Linked DNA regions of Gossypium hirsutum: region 2 is linked to region 1. A link is a contact called in public Hi-C data. All regions are on one chromosome and are shown on one strand. Each heading gives the region's core, a stretch centred on a gene start, on an enhancer-like site or on the middle of the called end of the contact. The rest is flanking DNA. Distances are from core to core; before and after follow the strand shown.

Region 1 (2,998 bases), core at 287-2,786:
ACTCAAATCTTTATTCCATCTTTTAGTAGGCTGATCAATTAGTTGAGATACTCGTTGAATACTAGTATTAATCCTCAACCCTTGGATTCGTCTGTGACCTGACCTAGGTAACCAGTAATCATTTCAAATGGAAATACTCAACCTCGACCCAACCTTCCACCTTAATTCCGCTTTTAGGAGGCCTCCACAGCTCCAAATACTCTTCTATGTGTGCCAAGGGTAAGACCCTAAACTAGATTTCATAAAATATGTGTTAGGGTAGTATTAATATTTTAAAACTCAAGCTACAAGAAAATTCATATTAGAGAGAATCCACCACCCTTGCTTCGCTTTAAGGGCAATGTTGAAGTTGGCTAAGTCGTGAAAGCCTAAACCTCCATTAGATTTTGGAACACATAAATTAGACAACACACATCAATGTATGCCTCATCTTGAATTAGACTTTTGCCACCAAAATCCACTAATAATACTTTCAAGATCATGACATAGAATTATAGGAAGAAGAAAACATGACATCGTATACATAGGAATCACCTGTAAATAGGGGTGAGCGTTTGATTGAATAGAGTAGAATCAAGTGAAAATTTTTTGAGGTAATCGAGTTGACGAGTCCTATTTTATCATCCTAACTCGATTTAAAATTTTTTTGAATCGAGTTGAGTGAAATAAAACTTGAGTCGAGTGAAATTGTTCAAGGTAAATTAAAAAAATTAAACATGTCAAATTAAAATCTTGTTACAAGATAACTATTTCCATGTTAGAGTACATAAATTTGAAAGCATATATATTTGAAAACTTTTTTAAAGCAAAAAAGAAACAGAAAGATACTTTAGTATGATAAACTTGAATCATTAATTAACTTATTTAGATCCCAAAATTATTATTTTAGAAAAAAATTAAAATTTTAAATTTCTTTATATATTCTTTAGAATTTAAAAAATACAAATTGTAGAATTTTTATAAATATTTTGAATTTTAAAAAATATTTTGAATTTTTTATTGAGAGAGATCAATTTATTCATTTTCAAAATTGACAGGGAGCAAATGGGTATTTACACCAATCTATTATTCGAATAATTTGAGTTTTCCGAATTGTAAATTTCAACTCGACTTGAACTCGAAACTCGAATTACTTATTCGAGTTGACTCGAATAACTAGATTCAATTAACTCGAAATTTAATTTTAATTTTAATTTTTTTGAATCAAATCGAATTTTGTTCACTCCTACTTATAAAATAAATTTAATAAACACTTCCTTACCTCCTGCAAATAATAATCTGGAACTCCAACTCTTAACTCGGTCCAACAACCCATCTTTGGGCATTTGAAAATACTTAAATAGTTTAATATTTAAACATGAAAAGATTCATGTTTTAAATGAAAATAATTTATTATTTTAAAAAATAAAACCAATCATTTAAGCGTACTCAGCCCAACTAAAACATTGAGTTTATACTTCATTGGATCTATACTGTAAAGAATCCAAAACCTCAGCAATCAGTATGAGTTAAATGGGCCCAGGGGCTTCATTTACAATATTCCCTTTTTCATGATTTCTACTCTCGGCAGTATATTTCACGTTTTATATTCGCTTATCTTCTTCCTTGCCGCGTCTTTATCATCCATTCAATTCATAAAATAAACAAAACATATAAATACGGATTTCATTCAGTTAATATTGATATTATTATCAGTGCAAGAGAACGTGAATTTGAGTGTATTGAAATTTAAAGGTTAAAAAAGGATAATAAATAAGTCTAAACATTGTATCAAAAAATAAAAATTAAAAATCATAATATTAAACTCGTATAAAAAAAAATCTATACAGTATGTATGAAAGTAGCGTCCAAACTATTCCTTCTACCAACACAATAAGATTTTAAAACAATGGTATACTTTTAATTTTAGTTGCTCAAAATTTATATATCCATATATTGACACATGGCGCAAAGCAACATACTTCTTTTCTTTTTCACATTTTATAAAACCACTAATTTTTAGTTTTTATTTTTCTAAATTGCTTAAATTTAAACATTTTAATTTTTAACGGTCTCTATATTTTTATAATGTTATTAATTAGTACAAATAGTTGATATTGTTAATTTTTTAATTAAAATGATATATATTTGAAAGTGAATTTTTAAATTCAAAATGTAGAGAGATTAAATTTTTATAAATAAAAGCAAGAGGGCTAGATTCCAAATGTAGAAAGCGTAAAGACTTAGAGTCATGGTTGTTTGAATTGGATTGGCTGATCGAACTGGGAACCAGTCGGGGTATTGATCCGAAGACATTCATCATGCTAACCGAACTGTGAATCAAAACGAACCGGTAGAACCAAGCTAAAAAATCAATTAAACTGTTTTTTATTATGATTTTTAATAAGTTCTTTAATCAATCATATGAACCAATGGTGGAATAATATCAAACAACATTTTTAATTTTTTACTCTATAATTTAAAACAAATAAAAAATTAATCCAGAAGGTAGAGTAGGTAGACAATACTAATTTAAATGAAATGAAATTATTTAAGGTAATATTTTTAGATATTTTTCAATAAAATATAAATAAATGTTTTCATCCGTAGAATTCAAACACAATCTTTTGAATATATAAATGGTCTTATCCTTGCTGGATCACGTGGAGTTTGATAAAAATCTAACGCACCACGTTGAAATAAACCCATTTTTAATCCAAAAATATTTAGAAACTATCCCATTAACAATCGTGTTAAATACAACATAAAGATTAAGCTTTTTAAGAAGAAAGGCCCCTTTGTCGGCAAGAGAATCGGAGACAGATCATGTGCCCCATGTGGTTCCCGCCGTCAGTTTTCCGGCGACTGGCTTTCCAATTCACTCTCCCGACGTCGATTTTCCGGTGGCCTGACTTCAACTTGTCGTATTTGACCGGCGGTTGGAGGTGGGAGGATATTTCCATCGTCGACGATGTGCTGTGGACTTTCGTCACGGTTTTGGAATCCTTAGCTTTAATCT
Region 2 (2,998 bases), core at 253-2,752, 41 kb before region 1:
AAATTATGATAAATTATCAAACCTATTTTTGTTACACCTTAATTTAAACATCTTTCCTAATATTTGTAACTACCTATAATTATCATTTATTTATTTTACAGAATTTGATAGTCTTTATGAGAAGGGAAGTAAAACAATTTGTTTTTCACAAAAATATTGCTTATACTAATCCTATACACATTATATATGGGTAAAGTATAAAATAAATAAATAATAGACGAAAATTTAATATAATGTAAATATAAAAATTATTTACCTTTTTTCTTTTTTACATTTTATAGGAAAATTTTAAATTCTCAAATTTAAAATTATATAATAATGATAATTTTTTTATTTTCATCCTTGAGTTACACTCAATCATAAAAAGAAGGTTCAAAGGACATTCCTCATGCTTGACATGTGGTATAGCCTCTATTTTTTTTATAGGATAATGATAAATTTTCAATTTTAGTCCTTATGCTACACTCAAATTTTAGATTATGAAATAATAGTCAAATTTCAGTTTTAATCCTTATGTTACACTCCAATTTAAAATTTAATCTTTATACTTCTACTTTTTGATGTAATTTGGCAACTCAATTTTTCACAATGTCATTTATTAACTCAAATATTTTATTTTGATTATTATCCTGATGTAACTTTTTAGAGTTATTAATGCTATTAAAGTTATTTGTTAAATTAAAATACATTACAATATCATTTTTTTAAATACATTGCAATTAATTTTTTTTAATTTTAAAATATTTAATAGTATTAACAATTAGATCTGAATTTTTTAAATTTAAAAGGAAAAGGAGCTAAATTTCTAAAAATAAAAATAAAAATACTAAATTTCAAAGCATATTTTAATATTCAAATATTTATTCTAGAATTTTAATATTTTTATTAAATTCAAGTCCGTTGCAATGTTATTTTTTTTTACATGGATACCAAATGAGTATTTTTTTTCATTTCAAAATGCCACAACAACAAATTTAACAAAATAATTTTAATAGCGTTATCAGATGGATCTAAATTTTTAAATTCGAAAAGTAGAAGGATTAAATTCCAAATAAGAAAAGAGTATAAGAACTTTGAGCAAATTATAACCTTTAAATTTTTACTCTATAATTTAGTCAATAAATAAATAATTAACCCAAAACCAAGCGTGGGTGGACACCGTAGTAGTTTGATTTTTTGACCGTTAAGAAAAGTCCTTTTTCAGCAAAGATGGCAATAGGGATGCGTTTTATGTTTCTCTCTCCAAAATTGGCCTACTTTCGTTAATATCTTTTGAAATTGGCATATTCGACTAATTTACCCAAAACAATAAAGATTGAATAATAAAAATGATAAATACGCACGATGTGGATGTTTAAAAGATGATACAAATACATCTCTTGTAAAATTAGTTTAATTAAGATTAAACAATAATTCATAAAAAATAAAACCAAAAAAAAATGCTAATTTTTATTTCTGTGGATTTTTTTTATAATTTTGAAAAAGTAAAGGGAGTGTAATGGCATTTAATGGAAAGACGGGATTATTTAAGACTTGATCAAAATAAAATAAAAATTTCGAGTGGGCTATCTCGAAGTAAATTCTCAGTAGAAGAATACAGGAAAAAAAGGGTGTCTCGTATTCTCCGATCATCTGGGTAAACTCTTTTTTTTCTTTTTTTGTATTCTCTTATCTGTTTTTGAATGGTTTGTTGATGCTTAGATCCATTACTATCCCCTACGTTTCGATTATCATGGATGTAAAATTCTTATATTCTTTCATATTAACCACTTGAAATTTTCGAAATTTGATAATGTATATCTATGCTGCCTTTTGATCGAAGTTCCAAAATTTGAGACGCTCTGCCGTAGTCAAAGGAACATGTAATACGATAAATGTTTCGGAATCTGTTTTTCATATCAGTAATGCTGCATTGATCTTTTAGATTAGCGCAGTAAGGACTTTATAATTGTTTCTCAACTATTTCGCTTGTGCTTCACTGGGTAATTCACCGATATGGTATTTCTTTTTCGTTTTCTTTATACTAAGCCTGTCAATTGGATGGATGGGATTGATTATTTTGACTCCAAATCATTTTGATTAGTGTTTGATGCTTTGATTTTTTACGGATTTAAATCATTTCAAAATTTGTCGTTCTGAATTATTTTTGGGATTTGGATTGCAGAATTGACAGGTAATGGCAGGACAGGGTGATTCAAGTTCATCTGAGAAGAAATCAAAGGAAGTTATGAATGATGTATCAACTTTTAGAGCAGAGAATTTGCAGAATAACATGAAAGTTGTATATTACAGGTATGTCTATGCTCACATTTAGTGAAGATACTAAAAGTTGTGTGTTGAAAGCCAATACTTGAGATAAGCATTGTGGTTTCATTTGCAGCCGAACGTTTTTGTCGATAATCGGAGGGGCTATTGCTGGGATTTTAGGGTTGACAGGCTTTATGGGTTTTATATTGTATTTCATTGTCATGGCAATTACTTCAATTGGACTCATAGCAAAGGCAAAGTTCTCCCTTCATTCTTATTTTGATTGCTGGAATCGGATTATACTCGATGGATTCTTGGGTGGGCTTATGGTAAAGCCTTTTCTTTTATGTTTTGACTTGCTTTACGTATTCCCATATCTTCAATGAATCTAAATTTTGTTCTTTTGCTTTGCCTAACCTTTCATCTTTTTCCTTGGCTTATATTCTTCTTTTATTTTTGCAGTCATTTGTGCTATTCTGGACGTATCCTTTTCTTTAGATTTAGAAACTTTCTACACAACATTGCGTTCTGTAATCATGCTTAATTGAACTCGATCGGAAAAAAAACTTGAGCTCAACTCAAAATTGGTTGCGCAAAACAAGATTCGAGCTCAAATGAATACAAGTATAGAAGCTGAAGCTCAGTTTGAATTCGTTATATATGCAAATTCAAGTCGAGTAGGTTGTTAGCTGCTCGAACCTACTCAAGCTCAGTTCAATTGATGGCTTGCTCAAGCCTAGTACAACAATGA

What was found. Hi-C and Micro-C count contacts between places; a contact is called where the count stands out from the background.
Region 2: a Hi-C map of leaf shows a contact between it and region 1, with 4 times the contacts expected there. The contact joins the promoter of LOC107916222 here to the enhancer-like site in region 1. A contact is called at or near these places in 17 of 34 Hi-C or Micro-C datasets (callus, cotyledon, fibers and 4 more).

What each region holds. Positions count from the first base shown.
Region 1 is chrD10:53,383,094-53,386,091 of Gossypium_hirsutum_v2.1, reverse strand. No RefSeq gene overlaps it. Among protein-coding and RNA genes, the nearest start is that of LOC121222458, 17 kb to the left of the region's middle. Within about 2 kb of position 1,536, at least 9 of the 9 cell types and tissues checked have an H3K27ac peak or open chromatin away from gene starts, as enhancers often do. A contact at or near this core is called in cotyledon, fibers, hypocotyl and 1 more, where this site is marked.
Region 2 is chrD10:53,423,622-53,426,619 of Gossypium_hirsutum_v2.1, reverse strand. It overlaps LOC107916222 (ER membrane protein complex subunit 6), which reads left to right and starts at 1,502. Exons shown (of 5, transcript XM_016845379.2): 1 at 1,502-1,636; 2 at 2,165-2,292; 3 at 2,381-2,576; 4 at 2,710-2,729. The coding sequence starts at 2,177.